2 separate regions of the Sus scrofa genome follow, and region 2 is linked to region 1. Evidence: chromatin contacts called from public HiChIP or PLAC-seq data. All regions are on one chromosome and are shown on one strand. Each heading gives the region's core, a stretch centred on a gene start, on an enhancer-like site or on the middle of the called end of the contact. The rest is flanking DNA. Distances are from core to core; before and after follow the strand shown.

Evidence for each region. HiChIP or PLAC-seq counts read pairs in DNA pulled down with a chosen protein or histone mark.
Region 2: an H3K27ac HiChIP or PLAC-seq map of alveolar macrophages shows a contact between it and region 1. The contact joins the promoter of NASP here to the promoter of TMEM69 in region 1. A contact is called at or near these places in 9 of 47 Hi-C or Micro-C datasets (alveolar macrophages, embryonic fibroblasts, fetal heart ventricle and 4 more) and 2 of 2 datasets of contacts at active chromatin or transcription factors (alveolar macrophages and skeletal muscle).

The regions. Positions count from the first base shown.
Region 1 is chr6:165,705,993-165,710,929 of Sscrofa11.1, reverse strand. It overlaps TMEM69 (transmembrane protein 69), which reads left to right and starts at 1,947. Exons shown (of 3, transcript XM_021096737.1): 1 at 1,947-2,084; 2 at 3,838-3,977. The coding sequence starts at 3,924. It overlaps GPBP1L1 (vasculin-like protein 1), which reads right to left and starts at 1,966. Exons shown (of 12, transcript XM_021096736.1): 1 at 1,734-1,966.
Region 2 is chr6:165,803,118-165,808,030 of Sscrofa11.1, reverse strand. NASP (nuclear autoantigenic sperm protein) reads left to right here and starts at 3,053. Exons shown (of 14, transcript XM_021096741.1): 1 at 3,053-3,262. The coding sequence starts at 3,204.

The sequences.
Region 1 (4,937 bases), core at 698-3,197:
GCGCACTCACCGGGCAGCCGCGGAGCTCCAGCTAGGGGCCAGTCGCGGCGTCTCAGGGCGCGTCCCCCGCTTCCTGCTCCCGCGGAGGTGAAGAGCCCACAACCATAACAAAGCTCTTCCCAAAATGGCTGCCCGGCCCACACGGCCCAGGAGGGGCAGAGCGGGCGCAGGGGGAGGAGCGAAGGCCAGCCCGGCCCCCCCGCCCGGCCCCGCCTCTGACACGCCCCCTCGCTTGCCCCGCCCACAGGCGCGCACGCGCACGGGCGCTGCTCGGGCGACCGCCGCCGGCGCTCCGAGCGCCAACGTGCGGCCGCGAGAACAGCGGTTGTCCCTCGCCCCGCCCCCAGCCCTCCCTCCGCAGCGGCTTGCGGCCGTGCCCGGTCGCCCCCGCCCCTCTGCAGGGGAGAACCCTGCTTTTCCGCGCGCCGCCTTAGAGGCGGAGATCAACTGGGTTTGATACTCCCCTTCCATTGCCTCTCCCGACACTCGGGCCTGGGCGCGTGCGAACGAGTGGGTGGGTGTGTACGGTGTGCCCGTTTCAACACGCCCCTTCGTCCTGCACACCCCACCTCTGGGGAAGCACGCCTCTCCGAACTACCTCTACAGGTGCTCACCGGTAGGCGTGTGTGTTTGCCGACCCCTTCCCACTTTCGGCTCCTGCCTTCCACGTGCGCGCGCGTCGCTAAGACTCCAGCCCCCAGCGGGCCTCGCTGCCGGGCTCTGGAGTCCTGCGCGGCTGGGCCCGAGGCGTTGCCCACTGGGAGTGCTAGTTCCGCCCGACCGCTGGCGTCACGCCCCTGTCCCAGCACCGGGAGGATTTCGGGTCTGAGTCTGCTCCCGTGCCAGGGCGGAGAAGCTGTTTCTCTGACCCAAAGTTTCATTGGGTGTCGCGTAACGGGAAGGGGCGGCGCTGCCATGACGGAGGAGGAAATAAAAGTGAAAGCCGATAGCGGCTGGAAGGGGTTAGCATCAGGAAGAATGTGCTGTGAGCCCGTTCTGCACGCGAAGCTAAACCTTGAGAGAGCTGGTAACCAGGAAGCTAGACTACATAGAATCTGGAGGAATGTGAAACTGGCCATCCTGGGCCGGTTCAGGTCTCCCATTGTCTTCAGACAGATACGTCTAGTGGTGCTTCCTTTTTTTTTTTTTTTTCCAGCCGCACTCGCGGCGTAGGAAAGTGCTCTGGTCAGGGATTCATTCCGAGCCAGAGCTGCGACTTACGCCATAGCTGCAGCAAGGAGAGATCCTTAACCCATTGCAGTGGGCTGGGCATCCAACTGGCACCTCTACAGAGACAAGTGGGGTCATTAACCAGCTGTGCCACAGCGGGAACTCCCGATGACAGACTGAAATTGAAGCTCAGAGAAGGGAAGGGACTTGCTCAAGGTCACCTAGCTCACAAACAAAAGTTAAAGCGGAGAGCGACAGGAGGAATAATCTAACTTCCGGGTCACCCTCAAGCCCAAGACTCTTACCACGTCTTTCATGGAAGTGAAAGTCCTGCCCCGGTGCTTTTTATTTCTTAACTAAGTTTTCAGTTAGCAGCAAAGAAAATGAAGTGGAAACAGGTGTTTGTTTTCTTAGCTAGTATTAGTTCAGGACCCCAATGAGAAGGGAGATGTGCCCCGTTGATCCTAGAAACTTTGTTGTTACGCAAAGTAAAAAAATGAATTCCAGAGATAGCAAGCAATTTGGCCAAGTCATACTTGGCCTAGACTCCAAATCTCTCCTACCTTGCTCCACCACCATCACTCTGAGATGGTTCCAGTAGTTTCACTCCACCTTCCCGAACTCTGCGGAGCAGATTCTTCTGGCTGGGAAACCTGGAATAGAAAGGCAAGGACCGTTCAGATGCCCTAAGAATTCCAAAGCCGGCTTTCACTAGAATCAAGATGTTAGAGTCCAAGACAGAAAGCCTGGAATTGGGAACCAGTTAGGGGTGGTTAGGTCTCCAGCCGGACTGATTTTTTTCCGGCTCCCAGGAAGTGGGAGGCTAATAACCCCCACTTGCCGGAAGTGCTTTTTCCAGAGAGCCTGGCCAATCTTGCAGCTCAGCTTTCCACCTCCCCGCGCGACGCTGGCAAGTAAGTAACAGCGCTGCTGCGACCAGTGCAGGTTGGGAAAGGGGGGCACCAAGCCTTCAGAGTAAAACTGAAACCGCAGGCACAGTTGGGCACAGTTTCCCGAGGATCTTTGCATCCAGACCCCGCCTTCCCTTTTCTCTGCTGTCGGCGCTGAGACTTGCATTTTGCAACTCTTATATTTGAGGCAGTGGAAACCTTGAGCTTTTTCACCAAAATTGAGCAGATTAACACTTGGGGCTTTGTCCTTTAAACCCCTCACCAGTTGCCGTCCTCAGGCTTTTAGGGTGTCACTTTTTCGCTTCAATACTCTTGAGATGGGAAGCACATGTCACCTTGCATAGAAAGTTCGAAAGGTTGAGGGAGCATTAAGCTTTTTAATGGGGTGATTTTGAACAAAGGTGAATGTGTGGGCCATGCGGATACGTGTGTCTGGGAGTCAGGAGTAGATGTGTGTTATCTAACCTCTGCTCAGAGGCCAGAGATAAACGTCCTGCTTGCTTCCTTATTCATAGAATGAAGACACTGACTGGCTGGTGTACAGAATTTCTTGACCCAGCCCTAAGATCTGTAGTCAAGAAATTAGTTCACCAAGTTTTTTAATCAAGCAGCAACTGTGGGGTTTGGATTTTTAGACACCTCATTCTTCTGGTTAAGAATGGAACTCATGTAAACATGATAGATGTAGATTCATATTTTCACACAGCCACTTACTGGGCTGCTTATATTGTGTAAGGTGGGAATAATAGCTAATATTTTTTGAGTGCCTACTTTGTGTTAGGAACAGTTGTCAGCTCTTTACATGTATTGACTTTTTTTTTTTTTTAAAAATACAAAGACCCTATGTAGTTATTATAAGCCTTGTAGATGAGTGAACTGCACCATAGCCAGCTTAAATAATTTGTCCAAAGTGATATAGCTAATACTATGTTGGAGCCAGGATTCCAAACCAGATTATTTGACTCAAGTCTGCACTCTAACTTAACAGGCAATACTGTTTCCAGCACCAAGTTGATGAGGTCATTGTATTGAATGAGTTAGTGCATATAAAACACATAGTTACAGTGCCTGCTAAATTGTATTGATTGCTACTATCATTACTTTGAGCTGTAAACTACAAAGCCCCAAAACATACCTTAAGGGAAAAAAAAAAAAAAAGCAGAGAAGCTATATGACTTTCAGTGTTTTGTCTTTTTTTCTTCGGCCGCACCCGTATGGAAGTCCCAGGCTAGAGGTCGAATTGGAGCTGTAGCCACCAACCTACGCCAGAACCACAGCAACTCGGGATTTGAGTTGTGTCTGTGACCCATACACCACAGCTCACAGCAACGCCAGATCCTTAACCCACTGAGCGAGGCCAGGGATCGAACCTGCAACCTCATGGTTCCTAGTTGGATTTGTTAACCACTGAGCCACAACGGGAACTCCTATGACTTCCAGTGTTAAAGATGAGAAAGCTGCACTCCAAGGAAACAATTTACTCAAGGTCACACAGCTGGGAAATGAGGGAGGCATTTGTAAAACCCAGATCTATTGTCTCTATGCATTAATTACGTTGTAATACCAGACATCAAAAGCTTAAAAAAATGGTTCAGAGAAGAAAAGGATCTATTAATATGTTAACTGATTTTTTGAAAACATTAGTGATTGTTTTCCAAGGAAACTGTGTTATATGGAAGAAATCCTCCCGAATTACTACTTTTAAAAAACTATGTATAAAATGAAGAAAATAAATGACATCTTATTTTGTACATAGCAGCATGCTTCTGATTAAGACCCTCCAGTTAGCTGTAAAAATACATTAATCAGAACTGCCTGGCATCTTCCTAAGCAAGACTCTCAATGAGGCCCAATATGCTTCGCTTCATCCAGAAGTTTTCTCGAGCATCTTCAAAGGTTAGTTTATTCAGCAAATATTTGAGCACTACTTTCCAGGCATTGCTTGGCTAGGCAATAGCAGTGAAGAAGAAAAAAATCCTTTCCTCTTATATTCTGGTTGAAATGTTTGCTGTGTCAAGTGTTACATGCTATAGAGAACTTTAGAGCAGGGAGGGGGAATAGAGAACAGTAGACTTAAGGATTGCATTTACAAGCAGGGTGATCAGCAGTGAGGGAAGGAGCCATGCAAGTAGCTCAGGGAAGAACATTCTATACAAAAAGAAAAAAAGAGGAGTTCCTGCTGTGGCACAATGGGTTAATGATCTGGCTTGTCTCCATGGAGGCACTGGTTCAATCCCTAGCCCAGCACAGCGGGTTAAGGATCCAGCATTGCTACAGATGTGGCACAGGTTGCAGCTCTGGCTCCAGTTTGATCCCTGGCCTGGGAACTTCCACGTGCTGCAGGTCCAGCTGAAAAAGAAAAAAGATGGAATCATTCCTAGCATTTTGGGTAATCACCAAGATTCTTAAATAACTATTCCATTTTTTCTTTCATCCAACATTTTTTTTTTTTTTTGAGTTACTCTTGATCTGTTTATCTGTTGAAATATGGAATCTTCTCACTAAAGCCCAGAATCAGCAGGGTTATTGCTTTGGCCATGTACCATGAAAGGCATTGGGGATTTTTTAAGGCAAAGAAAAAAATTATGGTCCTCGCCCTTGAACCTACTGAGACAGACAAGTAAACACATGATTTTAATTCACTGTGAGAATTATGATGAAAGTGTGCATGGTGTTTTTACTTATTGGGAGTATTAAATCAGATTGGAGAAAGCTTCAAGCTGAATTTTGAAAGATAAGACAAGTTCCCTAGATAGAAAAGTGGTAATCTAGAATTCTAGGCATAGACAGAAAGGCATGAAGCTGTGAAAAGTATACAGTGTCTAAGGCCTAATTTTCTCTACATAGAATAGCATT
Region 2 (4,913 bases), core at 1,804-4,303, 96 kb before region 1:
ATTTGTTCAACTTACCATCTTTAACCAGAAGTCTTTCCTAAGTCTTGTTAAATATAATTTTAAAATATTCCCCTAAGATAAAGTCCCATGTATCCTCATTACTTACTATGAAATCTTGGTTCCTATTTTAGGAACGTCTATTTTAAGTGACATTTCCTCCAGTTCTAATTATGATTATACTATGATTGCTTCATTCATTCACTCAGCAAGTTCATTTTGGACACCTAGTGTGCGTCAACCACTGTTGAATGCATTGGGGATCTAGCTGTAAGCAAGACAGGAAAAGTCACATGGAGCCTGTATACTTAGAAGGGGTGAGAATAAAACAAGACAAAAGTAAATAACTTTTTCATTATTATTTTTTTAGGACCACACCTGTGGCATATGGAAGTTCCCAGGCTAGGGGCTGAATCAGAGCTGCAGCTGCTGGCCTATGCCACAGTCACAGCAACAGGGTATCCAAACCCCATCTGTGACCTACCACAGTTTGCGGCAATGAGCGAGGGCCAGGGATCCGAACCTGCATCTTCATGGATACTAGTCAGGTTCGTTTCCACTGAGCCACAACAGGAACTCCACAAGTAAATAACTTTAGTTTTTTTTTTTTTTTTTTTTTTTGGTCTTTTGTTGTTGTTGTTGCTATTTCGTGGGCCGCTCCCGCGGCATATGGAGGTTCCCAGGCTAGGGGTTGAATCGGAGCTGTAGCCACCGGCCTACGCCAGAGCCACAGCAACGTGGGATCCGAGCCGCATCTGCAACCTACACCACAGCTCACGGCAACGCCGGATCGTTAACCCACCGAGCAAGGGCAGGGACCGAACCCGCAACCTCATGGTTCCTAGTCGGATTCGTTAACCACTGAGCCACGACGGGAACTCCAACTTTAGATTTTGATAAGTATAATGGCAAGAGATGATAGGGCTAGGCTTGGATCTGAGTGACGGTAGTAAAAACTGAACGTAGATAGATTTAAAATCCATTTTTTTGTTTGTCTTTTTGTCTTTTTAGGGCCGCACCTGCAGCATATGGAAGCACCTGGGCTAGGGGCTCAATCAGAGCTGCAGCTGCCAGCCTACACCGCAGCCACAGCCATGCCAGATCTGAGTCACATCTGTGACCTATGGAGCAGCTTGCAGCAATGCCAGATCCTTAACCCAACTGATGGAGGTCAGGGATCAAGCCCGCATCTTGATGGATACTAGTTGGGATCTTAAACCACTGACCACAGTTAAAACTCCTAAAATCCTTTTTAAAATATATATTTTAAAATAAAACTGAGTTCCTCAATGGCAGACACCATGTTTTTTGTCCTTAGAACAAAGCCATGGCTCAGTGGTTAAAGAATCCAACTAGGAACCATGAGATTGTGGGTTCAATCCCTGGCCTTGCTCGGTGAGTTAAGGATCTGGCGTTGCCCCGTGAGCTGTGGTGTAGGTCGCAGACGTGGCTCGGATCCCATGTTGCTGTGGCTATGGTATAGGCTGGCAGCTACAGCTCTGATTCAACCCTTAGCCTGGGAACCTCCATATGCTGCGGGAGCAGCCCCAGAAAAGGCAAGAGGACAAAAAACAAACAAAAAAACCAAAAAAACCCCCAAAGCCTTGTGAATCACAATTGTTCAGTGACTTTAATGAATGAGTGGGTCACACAAAGTTTTGGACTGGATTTCTCAGGCCTTACCCCTGGCTGCAAGGACTCTGGAGAGAGTGTCCTTCTCTAGAGCCCAGTGTTCCAGTACTGTGTCACCAGACTATGGTAGCCATTTAGTAAATGGTTAGCATGACACAGGCATAGTGCTGATTGTTGAAGCAAGCATTATCTCTAAGTCTCACAGTATTCTTAAAGAGTGGATACTAATATTGTCCTCATTTTATGCAGTCTTCTAAGGTTACATGACTGGGCTCAGGTAACCCAGCTAAAAACAGAGCCCACGTTTACTTGCTACAGGAATTTGCCATTTGCAGGTCTAGCTCCATATCCCCAAAGATTTCAAACTGCCTGAGTCTTGGCAGACTGGGATTCAAATCCTCCCTAGCCATCTTTCCCAGTATGTCTGAACCTGGATGGAAATGAAATTCCTGTTCTAATCGCTGTAGGCAAGGCCATGGTGGAAGGCAATGCATGACGCTCCAGGTGTGAGGAAGTACAATCAATTCAGCCTGCCAGGTATCTTCCATTCAGCCAGTTGCAGGAAACGAATCACATTACTTTCCATAAACGACTTGTCTTGCAACTTTCTGAGCAAGTCACACCTTCTCCGAACCTTGGTTTCTATTATTACCAAAGGGGTCTGATAACACCGTTGTCACTAGCAGCGTTGCTGTTAAGATTAAGGAAGACAGCTGATAGCTTTAAAGTGTCCAAGTACAGCACCCTCGCACATAAGGGACAAAAAAAAAAAAAAAAAAAAAGATAAACTGCAGCTAGGAACATACAAAAAGAGCTAGTTAGATTTGGAGTCTGGGTAGGGCCTAAGAGGATGGCATCAGCGGATTGGGCCAGCCCAAGGGGGCGGGTTCAGAGGGAGGAGCCCGCCGCGTCCTGCCTCAGCCCTGAGCTTTGAATCCAGCGCGGTAGTTTCAGCAGTGGCCAATCCTAGGACAGCTTCTTCTCGCGTCAGCTGTTGCTGAGGCTCTGAACCACGCGTCTCTTCACCCGATCAGTTCTAGCCGTTGCTGCTGTATCCGTGCTCTGCTCCTGCGTGTCCATCCGTTACGACTGAGAGGGCGGGCCGAAAGTCTCAGTTACCTCCCTGAAAATCCAGGCTAGAAAGAGACTCTCGACGACTCGCTCTAAATATGCAGAGCAGCACCAGCTTCCCCTCCTCTGGAAGCCTCTGGCCGAGGTCCAGTCAGGAGCTATAGTACCAAGATTCTCGTTCTTTTTTATACGCGACTTGCTAGAGAAGCAGGAAGTAGCTTTTTTCGAGGAAGGCGGGACAGGGACGAAAGGTACACTGCAGAACCAGTGAGGGCGGGGTATGTCCTTGGGCTGGATTGGGGCTGAGTCCTGGCCCTTTAAACTCGAGGGGGAGGGTCCGGAAGTGGATGGGCGGAGCGAAGGCCCCGGTATATAAGAGGACCCAGCCGCGCGGGGTCTCCAATCTGCCATTTTCTGTCCCCGGTTAAGTCCTAGGCTTTCCTAATTCCCTGTTTTTCTCACAGGCTCTGTTCCGTCCGCTGGTCCACCGTCTCAGGGTAACGATGGCCGCAGAGTCCACCGCTACTGCCGCCATCACCACGGAGCTGGTTTCCGCCGACAAGTAAGCTGGACGGTAGAGAGCTTGAGGCACTGGCCAGTCCGCGGAGAGGGGGTGGTGGACGGAGGCTCCGCGGGAGGGACAGACCGGAGGGTGGGAGGACGTGCCTCCCCGTGAGGCACGGTCGCTATCACCGGGAGGCCCTGACACGGGAGCAGCCCACCTCTTGCAGAGGACCGTGCTCCGCAGCAGGAACACCGGTCGCCTGGCGCCCCCTGCCCCGCATTTTGCGGCCGCCATCTTGCCGGGGGCAGCGGCGGCAGTTTCCATCGCCTGCCCCTCTCCTTCCTTCCCCGGCCCGGGGCTCTCGGCGGGGCCCCGGCGTGGCAGTGGGCCCTCACGCCCTGGTGTCCCCCCACTCCGGGGCCTCCGATAGGATCCTCAAACAACTCAGGAAAACAACCCACGGAGATTTGGCGCCAAAAAAAAAAAGGGAAAAAAAAAAAACCCTGCACGAGGAGGGAGGCCGGGCCGGTGGGTCGGAGGGGGCGGGGCCTCCCGGGGGCGGGGTCGTGCGCTCGCGAGCTCGCCGCCCTCCGCCCGCCCCGGAGCGGGGGGCGGGCCCCGGAGGAGGCGGGAAAACTCCATTGTTTGGGGCCGTGCGGCTCGCCCTGCCCCTCGGACTTCCGCGGCGGGGCGCGTGGACGCCTGTTCCCGCGGTCTCCCGGGTCGCTCTGTCCTCTTCTCCTTAGGTGGCCGTGTTCTTGGTTACTGTTTCTTTTCTGTGGCTCTTTGGGAGTTGGGAGTTCTGGCGAGGGGCTTGGCTGCTGCTGGGGGACCTTATCGGGGAGCGAAGCACCTCGTAGCTCTGCGTGGAGGTCTCCTCGCTTGCAGCGGTGTCGGGTTGCTAGGAGAATGGGCGAAGTATAATGGAAGGACTGGAGGGGTGATAGAAGACGTGAGTGCTGCGAAAGCAGCGCAGTGACACTCAGACACAGGTATTTTTCGAACAGTGAAAGAAAACTGGCTGTTTCATTCGAAGAAAAAGAATCCACATTATTATGTGGCAGAGTCTGGAGTAAACCCCAGTATTTTGTTTATTCCCTCATTATTTATCCCCCCTCCCCAAAGCTTACTTGAGAGGAAATTGCATGAAAACCTAGTTGAAGAGAACAATAAAGGCAGCATTCCTCAGTTAAGTAAGTTCCTGAGGCAATAAAGAGGTAAAGCTTTTAAGATGTTTGAGGGGGAGGGTAAAGAAAATTGGGTTTAGACTCTCTTGATGCACGTTATAATTCCAATATTAGCATTAAAAGAATAAAAACATGTATGTATAACTTCTAAAGCAGTAGAGAGGTGAAATAGAATGAGAAATAAACCTCAATTCAAAATTGGTTTTGATATTACTTTCATGGCCAAAGTATTGAGTATTGGGCTACAGTTTTGTCATCAGGAAAAAGCTTCAATTGGGTTTCTGTCCCCTCATGCCATTTCAACAAAGCTGCTAAAAGTTATCCATGATTGTATAACTGTTAAGTCAGTCCTTATCTTTATTAGCTAACTAGTTCTTAAAAGGTTTTTGTTTCTGTTATAAAAGATGAAAGTATACGGAGTTCCCATCATGGCTCAGCGGGTTAAGAATCCGCCTAGTATCTACGAGGATGCGGGTTTGATCCCTGGTCTTGCTCAGTGGGTTAAGGATCCAGTGTGAGCT